Regions from separate parts of the Sus scrofa genome. Here regions 1, 3, 4 and 5 are each linked to region 2. Evidence: chromatin contacts called from public HiChIP or PLAC-seq and promoter capture Hi-C data. All regions are on one chromosome and are shown on one strand. The core of a region is the stretch at or near the end of the contact, and the rest is flanking DNA. Distances in the headings are between cores, read along the strand shown.

The links. Promoter capture Hi-C pulls out the DNA fragments that hold promoters and counts their contacts. HiChIP or PLAC-seq counts read pairs in DNA pulled down with a chosen protein or histone mark.
Region 1: a contact with region 2 is called in an H3K27ac HiChIP or PLAC-seq map of skeletal muscle. The contact joins the enhancer-like site here to the promoter of ZFP36L2 in region 2. A contact is called at or near these places in 2 of 5 promoter capture datasets (fetal liver and liver), 20 of 47 Hi-C or Micro-C datasets (alveolar macrophages, brain, embryonic fibroblasts and 12 more) and 2 of 2 datasets of contacts at active chromatin or transcription factors (alveolar macrophages and skeletal muscle).
Region 3: a promoter capture Hi-C map of liver shows a contact between it and region 2, with 10 times the contacts expected there. The contact joins the enhancer-like site here to the promoter of ZFP36L2 in region 2. A contact is called at or near these places in 1 of 5 promoter capture datasets (liver), 3 of 47 Hi-C or Micro-C datasets (adipocytes, liver and retroperitoneal adipose tissue) and 2 of 2 datasets of contacts at active chromatin or transcription factors (alveolar macrophages and skeletal muscle).
Region 4: an H3K27ac HiChIP or PLAC-seq map of skeletal muscle shows a contact between it and region 2. The contact joins the enhancer-like site here to the promoter of ZFP36L2 in region 2. A contact is called at or near these places in 3 of 5 promoter capture datasets (fetal liver, liver and skeletal muscle), 29 of 47 Hi-C or Micro-C datasets (adipocytes, adipose tissue, alveolar macrophages and 16 more) and 2 of 2 datasets of contacts at active chromatin or transcription factors (alveolar macrophages and skeletal muscle).
Region 5: a contact with region 2 is called in a promoter capture Hi-C map of fetal skeletal muscle, with 8 times the contacts expected there. The contact joins the enhancer-like site here to the promoter of ZFP36L2 in region 2. A contact is called at or near these places in 3 of 5 promoter capture datasets (fetal liver, fetal skeletal muscle and liver), 13 of 47 Hi-C or Micro-C datasets (adipose tissue, blood, brain and 8 more) and 2 of 2 datasets of contacts at active chromatin or transcription factors (alveolar macrophages and skeletal muscle).

Annotation. Positions count from the first base shown.
Region 1 is chr3:97,379,613-97,382,388 of Sscrofa11.1, reverse strand. No RefSeq gene overlaps it. Among named protein-coding and RNA genes, the nearest start is that of ZFP36L2, 180 kb to the right of the region's middle. Within about 2 kb of position 1,283, at least 25 of the 83 cell types and tissues checked have an H3K27ac peak or open chromatin away from gene starts, as enhancers often do. A contact at or near this core is called in fetal skeletal muscle, liver, omental adipose tissue and 3 more, where this site is marked.
Region 2 is chr3:97,198,930-97,201,750 of Sscrofa11.1, reverse strand. It overlaps ZFP36L2 (mRNA decay activator protein ZFP36L2), which reads right to left and starts at 1,356. Exons shown (of 2, transcript XM_003125190.6): 1 at 996-1,356; 2 at 1-460. The coding sequence starts at 1,046.
Region 3 is chr3:96,989,207-96,991,906 of Sscrofa11.1, reverse strand. The region is part of intron 28 of THADA (thyroid adenoma-associated protein); the gene reads right to left. Among named protein-coding and RNA genes, the nearest start is that of THADA, 120 kb to the right of the region's middle. Within about 2 kb of position 1,331, at least 11 of the 83 cell types and tissues checked have an H3K27ac peak or open chromatin away from gene starts, as enhancers often do. A contact at or near this core is called in liver, where this site is marked.
Region 4 is chr3:96,971,611-96,974,310 of Sscrofa11.1, reverse strand. It overlaps THADA (thyroid adenoma-associated protein), which reads right to left. Exons shown (of 40, transcript XM_021088406.1): 28 at 2,239-2,330. Among named protein-coding and RNA genes, the nearest start is that of THADA, 100 kb to the right of the region's middle. Within about 2 kb of position 1,265, at least 9 of the 83 cell types and tissues checked have an H3K27ac peak or open chromatin away from gene starts, as enhancers often do. A contact at or near this core is called in adipose tissue, alveolar macrophages and skeletal muscle, where this site is marked.
Region 5 is chr3:97,429,348-97,432,169 of Sscrofa11.1, reverse strand. The region is part of intron 4 of LOC106509843 (a long non-coding RNA gene); the gene reads left to right. Among named protein-coding and RNA genes, the nearest start is that of TRNAI-UAU, 140 kb to the left of the region's middle. Within about 2 kb of position 1,344, at least 27 of the 83 cell types and tissues checked have an H3K27ac peak or open chromatin away from gene starts, as enhancers often do. A contact at or near this core is called in adipose tissue, fetal liver, fetal skeletal muscle and 3 more, where this site is marked.

The DNA.
Region 1 (2,776 bases), core at 34-2,533, 180 kb before region 2:
TGGGGAGTAGATATGTGGGCCTCTTTTGGGGCCACTGTTTTGTCTACTACCTAGAGAAATCACAGACAAGCTGGCCAAAGTGGGTAACAGTCTTTTTAAATTTTTTATTGGAATATGGCTGACTTACAAAATTGTGTTAATTTCAGGTGTACGACAAAGTAAATTAATTACACATATACATATATCAGTTCCTTTTGACATTCCTTTTTTTTTCTCTTCTTTTTTAGGACAGCCCCTGGGGCATATGGACGTGCCCAGGTTACTGGTTGAATCAGAGCTATAGCTGCTGGCCTACACCATAACCATAGAAACGTGGGATCCGAGCTGCCTCTGTGGCATACACCGCAGCTTGTGGCCATGCAGGATCCTTAACCTGCTGAGCAAGGCGCAGGGATGGAACCTGTGTCCTCATGGATACTATTTGGGCTCTTAACCCTCTGTGCCACAACGGGAACTCCCCCTTTGGATATTCTTGATCCTCCTGCGGTTTCACTGAGGCACCAGTGGGACCCTCACTCCTGCCGAGGAGCCATCTGGTCCTGACGTCTCGTCTGGCGGATTGAGCCCCAGGAACCAGGGTGCGCTGGCTGCCTAAAGGGCCTTTCCTTTCTGCCTGCCTTCCCGGCAGCCCCTGGCCAGGCACCAGCTATGACCTCAGCCCACACTGACCCTTCGGTTCCCCCCTCACCCCCTCCCAGCCTGCTCCAGATCCAGCCTCCGGCCCTGTCCATGCTCCCAGAACACCCCGCGTGACTCGGTTCCTGTTCTGTCACAGCCCCTACTCCCTGCCCCAGAGGCACCTGGGCTCCAGGCTGCCCATCCGCCACCCAGCCCTCTCCACACGTGTGAAAACCACACGCATGGGCGCTCTGCAGCTCCCCGCAGGAAAGCCCAGCCGCAAGACCCAGAGCAGAGGAGAGGGGACACACACAAGCGTGCAGGCCAGTGCCAGGGTTTGGGGATGGGGGGCGGGGATCCAATGGAACAACGGGCCTCCCGGATGCTGTATCAAGCCAAACTCCCCAGCAGAGTCAGCACCACATCTGGAATTAAGCTGGAAATTCCAATTGCTCTCTGCTGCTAAAAAAAAAATGTGTCAAATCTTCCCAGAGATTTTGTGGAAGTGGGAAGCGCTGCGGGGCGGTGGAGGGGAGGGGGGAGCGCTCCCTCCACAGGACCCGTGAGCTTTGGGGAAATCCAGATGTCACAATGTGTCCACAGCCCTCTGGCTGATGGCTCCCCCAGCCTCCCTCATCTGTGCTCCCTGCCCCGTGAAAATTAAAGACGCCTGGAGCAGGGGAGGGGCTGTTTCGCTTCTCCCAAGGACCCACACGTCCGTTCATGTAAGCGCATGTGAGACTGTGACTTTTTTTGATAGGGATTGAGTTATTTTTTCCTGGAGAGGAAAACGTTGACATGCCTTTGGTGGATCGTCCGCCCAGAAATTTCCAATGCATGAAGAAGCTGTGCTCTTCCCTTTGCTCTAACACACACACACACACACACACACACACACACACGCACACACCTTCCAAAGGCCCAGAACTCACTGTGTGGTCTGAGCCCCTTCAGGGCCTCGCTGCACTGCTAGCCCAGCCCCAACCAGTGCGGGATGGGGATTCCATAGAGCTGGGTCTGCAGGGCCAGGGAAGCTTGGACCACTTGCTCGTTCTCAATCTCTAGGCAAGTGGATGAATTTCCTGTTACTGCTGTAACAAATCACCACAAGCTGAGTGACTTCAACAACACAAATATATTCTCTTACAATTCTGGAAGTCGGAAGTCCAAAATCAGCCTCGCTGGGCTAACGTCAAAGCATCTCCAGGGGAAAATCCATTTCCTTATCTTTTTTCACATCTAGAGGCTACCTCTATTCCTTGGCTTATGGCCCCTCCCTTCTATAGCAAGCATCCTCTCGGGTCCTTACCCAGAGCATCAGAGGGTCTGTCTCCCCAGGCCTCTTCCCGTTCTGATACTAACATCCTAGGTCTCTGGGACCTTGGGGGAAATGGGCCCGGCCCCTCCCCACTCTCCTCTTTGCTGAATCTCTGGGGCTCGTATTGTCTCTTTTTGTCCTCTTCCTCCAGCCCAGGAGTCTGACATCCCAGGCTGGGGCTTTTGCCCCTCAGTTTCATTCTCAACAAGTGAAGAATTCATCCCAGCCCCAACTTAGTTTAGGATCTGAATTATACTTTTCTCCAAGGCAGGGCTCTCGACTGCCCAGCTGTCATGCGGGGGCCAAGGATCCTGATCCCGATTCAAGGATGTTGGGTGGGTATCCAAGACGTCCAAATGGAGGGGCAGGGATGCGGGTACCCTTCCTGGCAGTGGTCCTTACCAGCCTGACCTCCCAGAGCTCAGGCCACCCGGTCACAGCGTGACATTGAAAGTCCCTCGCCAGGGAGAGAGGGATGAGGCTGACCCAGCCTGGGTAGTCCCATGGGACCCAATAGTACAGACTGGTGTCCTTGGTGGCCTCCCGAGTAAAGAGCCTCTTTGAGCCAGACCTTCCTTCTTCCTTTTCTTTCTTCCTTTCCCTCCCTTCCTTTTTGTCTGACCCAGTGCCTGGTCCTTTGTCAGGCACAGGATAAGAGCTGGAAGGGCTCGGTCCCCCAGCCTGTGAGAAGCACTGCCCACAGCCCCTCCCAAGCAGTGAGAGTTCCCAAGTGTGGAAGCCAAATGGGGCTGCCCGAGGTGCCAGGAGGGCTTCCTGGGGCTGGTGGTGCTGCATTTTCCACCCTCAAACACACTAAAACACTGAGCCACCCGCACACGC
Region 2 (2,821 bases), core at 107-2,606:
CGTATTTGCACGTGCCGCTCTCCTCGAAGGGTCGGCACAGCTCAGTTTTGTAGCGCGTTGAGTTGATCTGGGAGCCGCCGCCCCCCTTCTGCTGCTGCTGCAGGTGCAGGAGGTGCTGGCTGCGATCGCCGTTCTCACTGAACGAGCGGTCCCGGAATTTGTTCTCCTTGTTCAGCAGGGCCGTGCCGCCGCCCCCCGACGGCTCCTTGAGGGTGCCGTAGGAGGCCGGGCCGCTGGCCGCCGCGCTGCCGCAGCTGCTGCCGTTAGCCGCGCCCGGGAACTTGGGCGAGCAGCTGCCGGGGCTAGGCGCTGGGTGGGCGAGCGCGTGCAGGTTGCTGGCCGAGTGCCGTCGGAGGAAGCCCGGGGTGAAGCCCGAGCTGGGGGCAGCGGCCACAGGCGTCCCCACCGCCTTCTTGTCCAGCATGTTGTTCAGATTGAGGTTGGCCAGGGATTTCTCCGTCTGCCAAAAGGAGGGTAGCGGGGAAGGGGTGAAAAGTGGAAAAGGGAGGGAAGAGTTGGAGGAGTTGCAGAGTAACAACCACTTGCAGCTCTCTGATTCTTTTCCCTTTTTTCGGATTCTGACTCGGCCCCCAACCGCCACCCTTACAAGAGCACAAGAATCAAGTTCGAGTTGGGAGGAGCCGGACTCTCCCACCCTAGGCCGCGCCGGCTTGCAACATGTGATCTTCAGCCGTGGGCCGCCGGCCTGGGCGGCGCAAACCCCGTCCGGGAAGCCCCGGGCAGCGTGGCTGTGGTCGGCTGGGGAGAAACTAAACAGCTACAGCTACTCCCTCCAGCCCTTCCTCTCTTCTCCTTCTCTCCGCCCACAAGGCGCGAGAACACACACTGCAAACTCCAGGATTTTTCCCGAACCCAAAAGTCAAGGCGAGGAAAGGACTCCCAAAGCCGAGGGCAGAGGGCCAAGCCTGAAATCTCGAAGGGCTTCCTTCTTGCCTTTCCTCCTCCCTCCCTCCCTCCTTTCCCCGCCCGCGTACCTTGCACAAGAAGTCGATATCATAGAAGGCGGACAGAAGTGTGGTCGACATGTTTCTGGATCCTGTAATGGTCGGAGCTGCAGGCAGGGAGGTCCGGAGGAACCCTCGCGGCGGCGCGGCCGGCTCGAGCCACGACGAATAACGGGCGAGGGGCGGGGGAGGGATCGAAAGTTTGCTGGGGGGCGAGAAAAGAAGGAACGGAGGCAGCAGCGTGGACTGGTTTTGAGGGTGCCCAGGAGTGCGGAGTGGGGGGAAAGAAAGAGTGAAGCTAGAGCGCTCCTCCGCGCCCCGGGGTGCCCGGCCCGCCCCCCCGCGCGGAGCCGACGGCAGCTCTCGGACTGCTGGAACTCAGCGGCCTGCGAGCGCGCGCCCTATATACTGTCCCGCAGCGCGGCAGAGGCTGGAGGGGCGTGCCGGGGGAGGGGACAGAACGCTGACCCCCGCCGGGGTCTCCAGGCAACGCCGCCCGCCGGCTCGCGGACGTCAGGCGCCTTCCCGGCCTCCCATTGGCCGCCGCCAATTTTTTTTTTTCTCTGGGGGAGGGGGGTGGGGAGGCCTCGGGGCGGGGCTGGGCGCTGGGGCGCCCGGGGCAGCGTGGAGAGCTCGGCCTAGATGGGTGCTGCTAGGTGGCGGCGGGAAGATTCAGCTCCCCTCCTCTGGGGCTGCACTGTTGGAAATCCCCAGCACGTTTAAGCTGGCCGGGGTTCTGCAGCCCTGGACGTGTCTCTCCCCGCCCGATCCTGCTACGCGAAATTGCGGAGTTTTTATCTCCCACCCTCGGTCTTATACTGGGCGCGGGAATTGCAAAATGCAAGAATACTGCAACCGTCCGCGCGGCCCCACTGGGTTGCAAAGGGTGCTCCGGCCGGGGGGGGCGGGGGGGCGAGGGCTTGAGTCGGATGGGTGGTGGCTCCATCCCGACTGCACGTGGAGTGCGGTGGGTGTGGGGGCGGGAGCGGCCACGCGGGCGGCTGCCGGGGTAGTCCTGCCCGGAGGAGCCTGGGCCCGTTTCTCCGCCCCCCTTCCCGCCCAGGCTGCAGTAAACAGGGCTTGAGCGCCGGGGCCTGCCGGGCAGGGCTGAGTGTCTGAGGACAAGGCGCTGGCTTTGCTAATCACATCACAAGACCTTGAGCCAGGGCCAAAGGCGCGGAGTGGCGCGGGGCGTCCCGGGCGGGGGAGCCGGCTGGGAGGACTGGAGGAAAGGCCGGGAGAGCCGTGCAGGCATGGAGGCCACTTCCCGCCACCTTGTCTGTCTGCCGGTCGGTTCGGTCTTCCCCAGCCCTCCCGGGGGTGGTGGCACAGCTGCCAGCCGAGGCTCCCGCCCTCCGCAGCCTTGGCCAGGCGCGGCCTCCTAGCCCTTTCCCTCCGGCCGTTGAGGGCGCCGCGCCCCGCCTTAACTGTGAGCAGAACCTGTGGGCTGCAGGCTCTGGCTGAGGCCGACCCGCAGCCAGGCAGGGCTGGGCACCGAGGACGCGTCTGGTGGGCTCGCCCGGGTTTCCTCCCACACCCCCAAAAGCTCGCGTTGGGAAATGCTCTGCCAACGGGTGCCCTGTGGGTATGGGGCAGACGCCCCCCCTAGCGCCCAGGGAGGCTAAAGCCGCTGTCGGCCCTACTCGAGCAGATCTGGTCCGGGACTCCTCGCTCCGCGTCTTCGCATATGCTGCCAAAAAGCTGGAGCTGGGCCCATGATTTCGCACACCTGACAGCCTAGGCTGTAACTGGGCCTAAGTTGAAAGGTCCAGTAAGCGCAAGGCCAAGAAGCTACCCACGCCCCCTTCCCCAGCTGATCTTGTTTTGTTTCCTGATGCTCACTTCCATTCTGCAGC
Region 3 (2,700 bases), core at 82-2,581, 210 kb after region 2:
GAACCTCCATATGCCACGGGAGTGGCCCAAGAAATAGCAAAAAGACCAAAAAAAAAAAAAAAAATGAATGAAAAGTATACAGCCTAACAACAACAGCTCTCAGCATCCCCGATGCCTTAACCATCCGGTGAGGCAGGGACTTTTGAAACCTGCAGTCTCATGGACACTGCAGTGGAAGTTCGTTTACTCTGAGCCAGAATGGGCTACACCACCCACCACGCAAAGACGCATCTCCAACTAAGAATCCCCCTTTTCTACACTTCTTACAACGGCAGTCTTAAATAGAAGTTAACAATCTCTCTAATATATTCAAACATTCAAATTCCTAGAGAAAAGCAGCATGAAATATAATGCACAGGAATTATTAGGGCATCATTTAATTGAAAGATGAACGAGACCAAATGATCAACAGATCATTTTGGAAACATGACCAAAGGACTTGGGTTTCTCTTAATTTCTGCCATTCTTTCCTGTATTGCACCCTTATGCTAGCAGAGGTGCCGTGCTTGGCACTATGGGGGATAAAGCAAAGATGAATTTGACTTTCAGGTCCCTAGAAGTGAGATTTGAGGGATTTATTCTCTTAACCACTTTCATTTATAACATAAAGCAGTATTAATTATATTTATCATGTTGTACATTGTGTCCCTAGTATTTATCTCATAACTAGATGTTTGTACCTTTCAATCATCTTCCAAATCAAAATCATAAAAGTCACAACAACAAAAAGCCATCCCTTTCTGAAATCTGTCCTAAACATTAAAAGAGCATTTTCAGTTCAAAATGCAAAGGTAACTCTTCCCCAGAGAGCTGCTTATTTGGATAGAGACATGTGGTAAACATTTCCTAGGGAAGGAGCAAATGAAAAAAAGGTCAAAGGTAAAAGTCAACTGAGAAGAGCTGCAACATCTCAGCAATTTACAAATTTAAAGGAGAGCAACAGTTTGAAGGGTGGGGATAAACACACCACCTCCATTCATTATAAACTGAGATTTAAGAGAGACTCTTTTCCTTCTCCGGGGTGAATACCACAACATCTGTTCTCCTGTCATAACAGCAACTAAGTTGATTTAAGAAAATACTCTCTCTCTCTTTTTTTAAAGCTGTTGGTGCATAATTACACCATTTCTCTTGAGCCTTGGTTTCCTTAAGACGTGTTTATTCTGCACATCTGCTCTCCCCATACCTGATTACACAAAGGTATCATAAATAGCAAACCAACAGGTATAAAGAGACCAGCCCTCAAAACAGATCAAAGCAAACAGCCCGTGGAGTCCTTTGGAAATCTTGGCTGGCAGCTCTTGTAAATAAAAGTGCTTCTAAAGCAGAAAGCATTCAACTACCGTATTTATATAGGGCGTGATTGACAGGTCAGTTATTAACTTCATAAAAACACAGGCAATGTTAACTAGCAAGAATGTTTGTTCTAGCTGTTCTATCTGAAGGAAAATGAAATCCAAGATAGAATGGCTTGCTCTCTGTTTCTTTTAAGTATTTATTTTAGAACCGTGCAGTATAAAAGAATGTTTTTTCAAGTCAGTGAACTTAAGCTATTTTGCTTACTGTTCTGGAATTTAAGTATGTTGTTATAGTTCTTTAGAAAACAAATGTTACATTTACTAAAGGCAAATTCCAATGGTGCACCAGGATCTTTTCAACCCCTCCAAAAATTTTTATTCTTTTGAATTACTACAATTAAAAAATATATATACTAAGGCTTCTCTCAGTAACAAAGTATGTCAAGTCAGAGTCACAGAGCAGAAAAGTTCCCCCCAGTGCTCTAGAAGAAGGTATGTGTTCCCTGAATTGCCTATGGTAGCAAGTTTAAATGTGCCCAAAGGAGATAAAAATAAGCTGGTCTGTATTTCATTAATATTAGTCTGATGGCTTTTTTTTATTATGAACACACTCTATTATGTCTGATCATTTACTTCACTATTACAATGAAGTATATTTTATTTTTTAAATTCTTTCAAAAAATAACACTGGTTGTATGCAGATCTTTCAGGAAATCCTCAAAATCCACTTTTGCGTGCAACAGTTTTCATCCTTGAGGCGTCATATGGTTAGTCCCCACCCCCACCCCAGGGGAAAGTAACACAAATGTCAGCCTATGTTTTTCCAACTTCAATTGAAGAGCAACTCTATAATAGTAGCTTTAAGCAACATAGCAAAGAAATCCAAAAACCGTGGATCTACCCAATCTATAATCATTCTTCTATAAAACCTTTTTTTTAAAGTAACAAGGAAGAAGTACAAAGAAAAATTGAGAGGGGAAAAAAAGCCAAATTTTTCTTTTTTGAATCAATCAGCCAATACTTTTTAGACTGAAATTATATAAAATCGGCATTTCCCAGCCAAATAAAGGCTTATGAAGTAGACTGTGTGTTTATGCGCATGTTTGTTTATACATGTTTAATATCCTCAGGCCTGAGAGTTTTTCCACGTAAACATAAGTTTTGTTAACTGCCTCTTGAATTAAATTTAAAAGGCTATTTGTTATCAACATGTTTCACTCTTAGCAAAGGCTGTCATTCTATGAGCAAAATATCAAACACTAGAGCAAACTGAAAATCCCCCCAAAATCCATCCTTGCTCATCAGGACATTTAATGTATCACAATCCTGTTTTCTCCAGCAACTCCTACAAGCAGCAATCTTTCTGAACACAGAATTCTTATGAAATAAATACTCAGCCTTA
Region 4 (2,700 bases), core at 16-2,515, 230 kb after region 2:
ACATTTTGACCAAAAGTGGCATAATTAAATAAACTACAGCTAAAAGAACCATAACAAATAATGGCAAGTGTAAGACACTCAAAGTTTCGCAAAGCAAATCCAGTGGATGCTGCCAAGAAATATACCCTTTAAGGATTAAACAGAGAATAAAAGCATTGTCTATGTAATGAGATATACCAACCTTCAGATTACTGAAATAAAAACTCTTACCAAAGATGCTCATCACATTAAAAAATTAACTTCTTAATGCCTTCATTTCACTTTTTAGCTTTTACTCAAAACAATTACGTGACTATTCCATTTCCCTCTTTCTAGGAAAGCTATATATTTTGTAACCTTCCTTATTTGAGAGGAATGAAGTTATAATGGGGTTGCCATAAGCATGCTGTGGCAAAGAGACTAGGACTATGTGCTTTTATGTGCTACTCTTCCACCCTGTTTCAGATGTAACCTATGCAAAATGAATCTGATCATTTTCTCCTGTACATAGTAAAACTTGTATACACATCCAAGAATCATTCTCTTCATAAAAAGTAAAAGAGAAAAAAAGCATTTCTTCATTTTTTGAATTCAGCTTTAAACATCAATTTCACTTGCTTGATAAACCTCATACCGTATTTTATTTACACTACTTATCATGGCCTTACATTATAATATGACCAAACTGTTTTAAACCTTAGCACAACTGAATTATTAACAAAATAAACAAACCTAAAAAGAAACACATATCAGCGATTTCAACCTAGTGACAGGAAGAATTTATTTAGGAATCAGCTAAATAGTAAAAATCATCTTTTTACTAATCATCCTTTCAAAGGAATAATGTGATCGTTATGAAAAATACAACTCAGCTGAAAAAAAAAAAAACTTCTCTAGCCTTTCCTTAATATACTCAAGGGATTCACACATTTATAGCCAACTGCTTTCCATTTAAATATTTATTGAATTTTATAGGGTGATATGTAGCAATTTAAATGACAATTCAGAACTACCAGAAGGTTTCACCAGAATTACTTATAGTGTATTACAAAATTATTTCATGATATTTTCTAATTCCTAAGACCTAGTTCCATCATAAGAATATATATATATATATATATATATGCTTTTTAGGGCTGCAAATGTGGCGCATGGAAGATCCCAGGGTAGGGGTTGAATCAGAGCTGCGACTGCTGGCTTACACCACAGCCACAGCCATGCCAGATCCAAGCTGCGTCTGTGACCTCCACCACAGCTCATGGCAATGCCAGATCCTTAACCCACTAAGTGAGGCCAAGGATCAAACCAGCATCTTCATGGTTATCGGTTGGATTCATTACTGCTGAACCACAACAGGAACTGCCAAGAATACATATTTTAATAAACAACAGATTAAAACTGAAATTAAAAGTGCGATCATCCACTTTTTTAGGTAGGAGAGGAATGGAGCTTGATTTATCTCTAGTTCATCCAGAGGAAGACCACTGGGCCAAATCAGATCCTGAAGTTAAAAGTAATTAAGCATGCAGCGACAGTGACATCTAGTGTTAACTCATGCAAGCCACTAGACTACCATTAAAACCAGCCTAAGTACTAAAGAAACTATTCAAAGCTTCTCTTTAAAAACCACCAAACAGAACTTATGCATTGTATCTAAAAATTCCTCATAATCAAAGTGTTTCAGTAAGTTTTTTTCCAGACATTTAAAAAAAAAAACCTTAACAGAAAAACCTCTTAGGGAACAAACACAACAAAGACCTAAAAGTAAACAAGCACTGTTTATCCCGTGTGGCCAACATTTGCAACTGCTCACCTTGGTGAGAGCTTAATGCAATGTAATCTGGGGCGTGTTCTGATGAGCACATCATAAACATTTAAACTTCCAGTTACTATAAAAGCAACAATATGGCACGAGCCAGTACTTGATGACATATCAAGAAAAAGCAATTTAAGACATCTCGGGAATACTCGAAGAAGATGCAAATCAACAAAACTTTAGCTGTTGCACTGGGAAACGAGCTCTACATTTCAAGTCCTTGCTACCTTGCTATATTTTTGTTGCTCTGAAAGGTCCACTTATTTAAACAGTAGATATTTTTACCCAAGGGTTTAGAACTTGGCAGCATAGATTAATTTACTATAGTGTTTTTATAGTTATATACTCTAGAGGAATCTATAAAAGTAAGTGAAATTCCAAAAATTATTTTTGGCCACGACAATATTTTGTAAAAAGGGAAGTTAGCATTAGATGAAGCTTACCTATTTTTTTTGGAAAGTTCATCCTTTCCCTTTTTAACTCCAAATATCCTTGTGATCAAGGTACTGAAGAGAAGCGTGGATGAATTTCTCACCTAATGTAAAAATGTATATACAATAAAGGTTAAGACATATTCATGGCATAACACCAACATTTACAATGTTAAAACTAGATATTCAAAATCATTACCCAATTTCCTAGTGGAGGGCTAAAGGAGATATGGTCTCTATTCATAAAATAAGACAATTTTCACTAACTTTGTAGTAATTCCCTCTATGACTTCCTCTCAAACTGAGCTCTATAGTCTAACCACATCCACACAACACAGCTTTTTTCATACTTCTAATATTACCACCAACTGTTTTATTTCTTTGTGCTTATATCATCGAATAACACTTTAAAAAAAAGTTAATTTTTCCACAACATTTCTGATGATGAATAATACCCCAGTAAAAAGCTCAGCT
Region 5 (2,822 bases), core at 95-2,594, 230 kb before region 2:
CCAGCTCTGCCGAAAGCCACAGTCTTTAGGCTGCCAACTAACACACACCCAACCGCTCTTTTTCACCACCCACGAAGGAGCGGGTCAGAGTGTTATGTAAGTGGTGAGATATGTGCCATTGTCTCACCAAGTGCCCACCATGTAAACATTATTATTCCCATTTTCTGGGGGAGGCAAATGAAGCTCTGAAAGAGTGAGCCTCTTCTGTACAGGGAGCAAGCCAGGGTTACAACTCAGGTCTCCAGATTTCCCTCCCGTGGCCCTTAAAGTCTGACTCCGCTTCCTCTGCCTGCCTCCGAGACCAGGGAGGTGTTGCCTGGGCCCCTCTCTGGGAGGGAGGTGGGGGCTGGGCCTGGGGCCCCAGATGGCAGCTGTGCGGGCAGAGCAGGCTCTGGGTCAGCTTGGGTGGTGGTGGGGAGGTGCTTCTTGAAGGCTGTAAAGAGGCTGAAGGTCTGTCCCCTCCCCAGAACCTGGGCTTCCCGGGACAGAAGGACCAGACTCCAATAATGCCGGGCAGCTAAAGTGGCTGCTGGGCGCCCTTCTTCACATGGCACTGGCTTCTCTGATCAGCCAGGATGACAGACTCTGCTTGGTTTCTTGCGCTTCCCGTAAATGCTTTGGGGGCTGGGATGGGCCCTGAGTCACCTGCTGACCTCTCAGGCTGTTGTTCTGCTCTTCTGGGGCCTGGGCTTTCCAAACTGTCCCACCAAAGGGCAGACATCCCCAGGGTGGGGTGTTGAGGGCTCAGTGTGAGGCTGACCTGAGCTCACAGTGTGGGGAACTGTGGAACCTGGGATGTGTGGCCATCAGTAGGAAGGCCCCGCTCCGTCACCCCCACCCCCTGGGTATCCGTTTTAGGGTCAGCACCAGGGGTGCCACGGGTGAGTCAGGGTGGTCTCAAGGCCCGTCCAGCTTTGGGGCATATGGTTCTGCTAACTCTGCATCGCCTTCCTCTGGCCCCTTCCCGCCAGGCTCCTTCCTCTGCCTCCCCCTCCCGCCTGCCCTCTGCTCTCTTTCCCAACATTCCCAGCCCCGCCTCTCCCCGGGAATCGCAGCAATAACAGCCACCATTTATTGACCACATGCCACATGCATTAAAGCTGCTATTTATCAAGCCCTCACTGTGTGCCAGGCATGTGTGAAGCATTTACACACACGCACATGCACACACGTGCCTTGTCAAATTCATCCTCGAAACGCCCAAGGGAGGGAGGTACTATTATTATCTCCTTTTTGCAGATGAGAGAATTGAGAAATGAAGAGAGCCGTTCAAGGTCGCAGGGCCAGTGCGTGTAGGGAAGGGCTGAGTGAGTGTGGGCCGGGCGGGGAAGTCAGCTTCCCGGTGGGTCATGGGGGCTGGTGCACAGGCGGTGAGCAGAGACCCCCGGGCTCCCACCCCACCTCTAGGCTGTGGGCCACAGGCTAGGTGGGGAAACGAAGCAGTCCACTGTTCGCCTCCCTCTAGTCTGGTCCTCGTGAGCGGTCACCCTTCTGTCTGTCCTGACAGCTGTGAGCTGGGGCTGGGGATCAACAAAGAAAAACCTCCTCCCTCTTCCCCACTTTTGGCTTTTCCGTCTCTCTGCATCTTCAGGCTTCTGTATTCTCTCTACTTCTCTGCCCCACCTGGGCCTCTCTCTGCTTTCATCCATCTTTCTCCATCTCTTTGTCCTGGAAGAGGGCAGGGCGAGGCCTCTGGAGCCCAGGTGGGGTCGTGCCCTCATGGCAAAAACCTTTAGAAGCCCCAAGAACAGAGGGGCTCCTGTTATTACAGTTGGATTCTTTCAGCCCAGAGTTCAAGGGCTGCCTCAGCCTGGTAGGCCCACTGGGGGCACCCTCTTGGCCCCCGGACACATCCACTGCACAAAGCCCCCTGCCCCCAGTGGATTTGGGAGCTGGGTGACTAGCACGAAACCATTTCCTCTGTGTGTGACCTCTCACCCTTTTCTCTTTGGGATGGTTGCCTGTCCCCCAGGGGAGGTGGTTGCCTGTCCCCCAGCACACGGGCCTCCCTCACAGGTGGAGGACTCTACCCCTCTCCGATCCTACGGGTCTCTGCCCGTCTTGCTCCTTCCTGGTTCACCGGATCTCCTGGGTGCTGTCTGGGCCTTTATTCTGTTTCCTGGGCCCTGCCCAGCACATGCCAGTGGGGGGGCTGCCTTCCCAGACACACCTGAGCGAGCCCTTCCGTGGGGCAGGAGGGCAGGCCCAGGAAGGGGTCACCCTTGGAAAGTGTGGCCTTTTTGGCTTTTCTGAAAGTTGCAAAAATGTGGCTTTGTCTGAGCAAGTTAAAAAAGAAATCAGTGCCACCTCCCACAAATGATACCATTTCTCAGGCTCGCAGAGCCGCGGTGGGTCGGCAACTAGGACATTAAAAATAGCCTTGTGTTTCCCAATCTTACGGCCTCTTGGGGGCTGCAGGGAGAGGCCTTGGCTGAGCTGGGTTTTCTGGCCCATTGTCTGCCCACGCTGGGTTAGGGGTGGGCATGGGGGCTGTTTGTAGGCTCAGTACTTCCCGGTCGGAGAAGGGAGGAGAGAGAGTTCGTGGCTAGGATGAGCCAGATAACGCACACTTGAATGGAGTCGCTCTTTGGGGTTTATTTTTCCTTTCCCAGGCTAAGAAATAGAGTATGCTCCATTTTGAACTTCAGTTTCCACCAACTGTTTTTTTTTTTTTTTTTTTTTTAATTTTTCCCCCTCTGCTTTTTCTTTTTTTTCAAAAGTGTGCGGGGGAGACTGAGATACAAGGTCTTATTTCCATCTGGGCTCTGGCCCAACAGCCTCGACCAAAAAGTTACTTAAGTCATATTTCCATCATCTGCAGA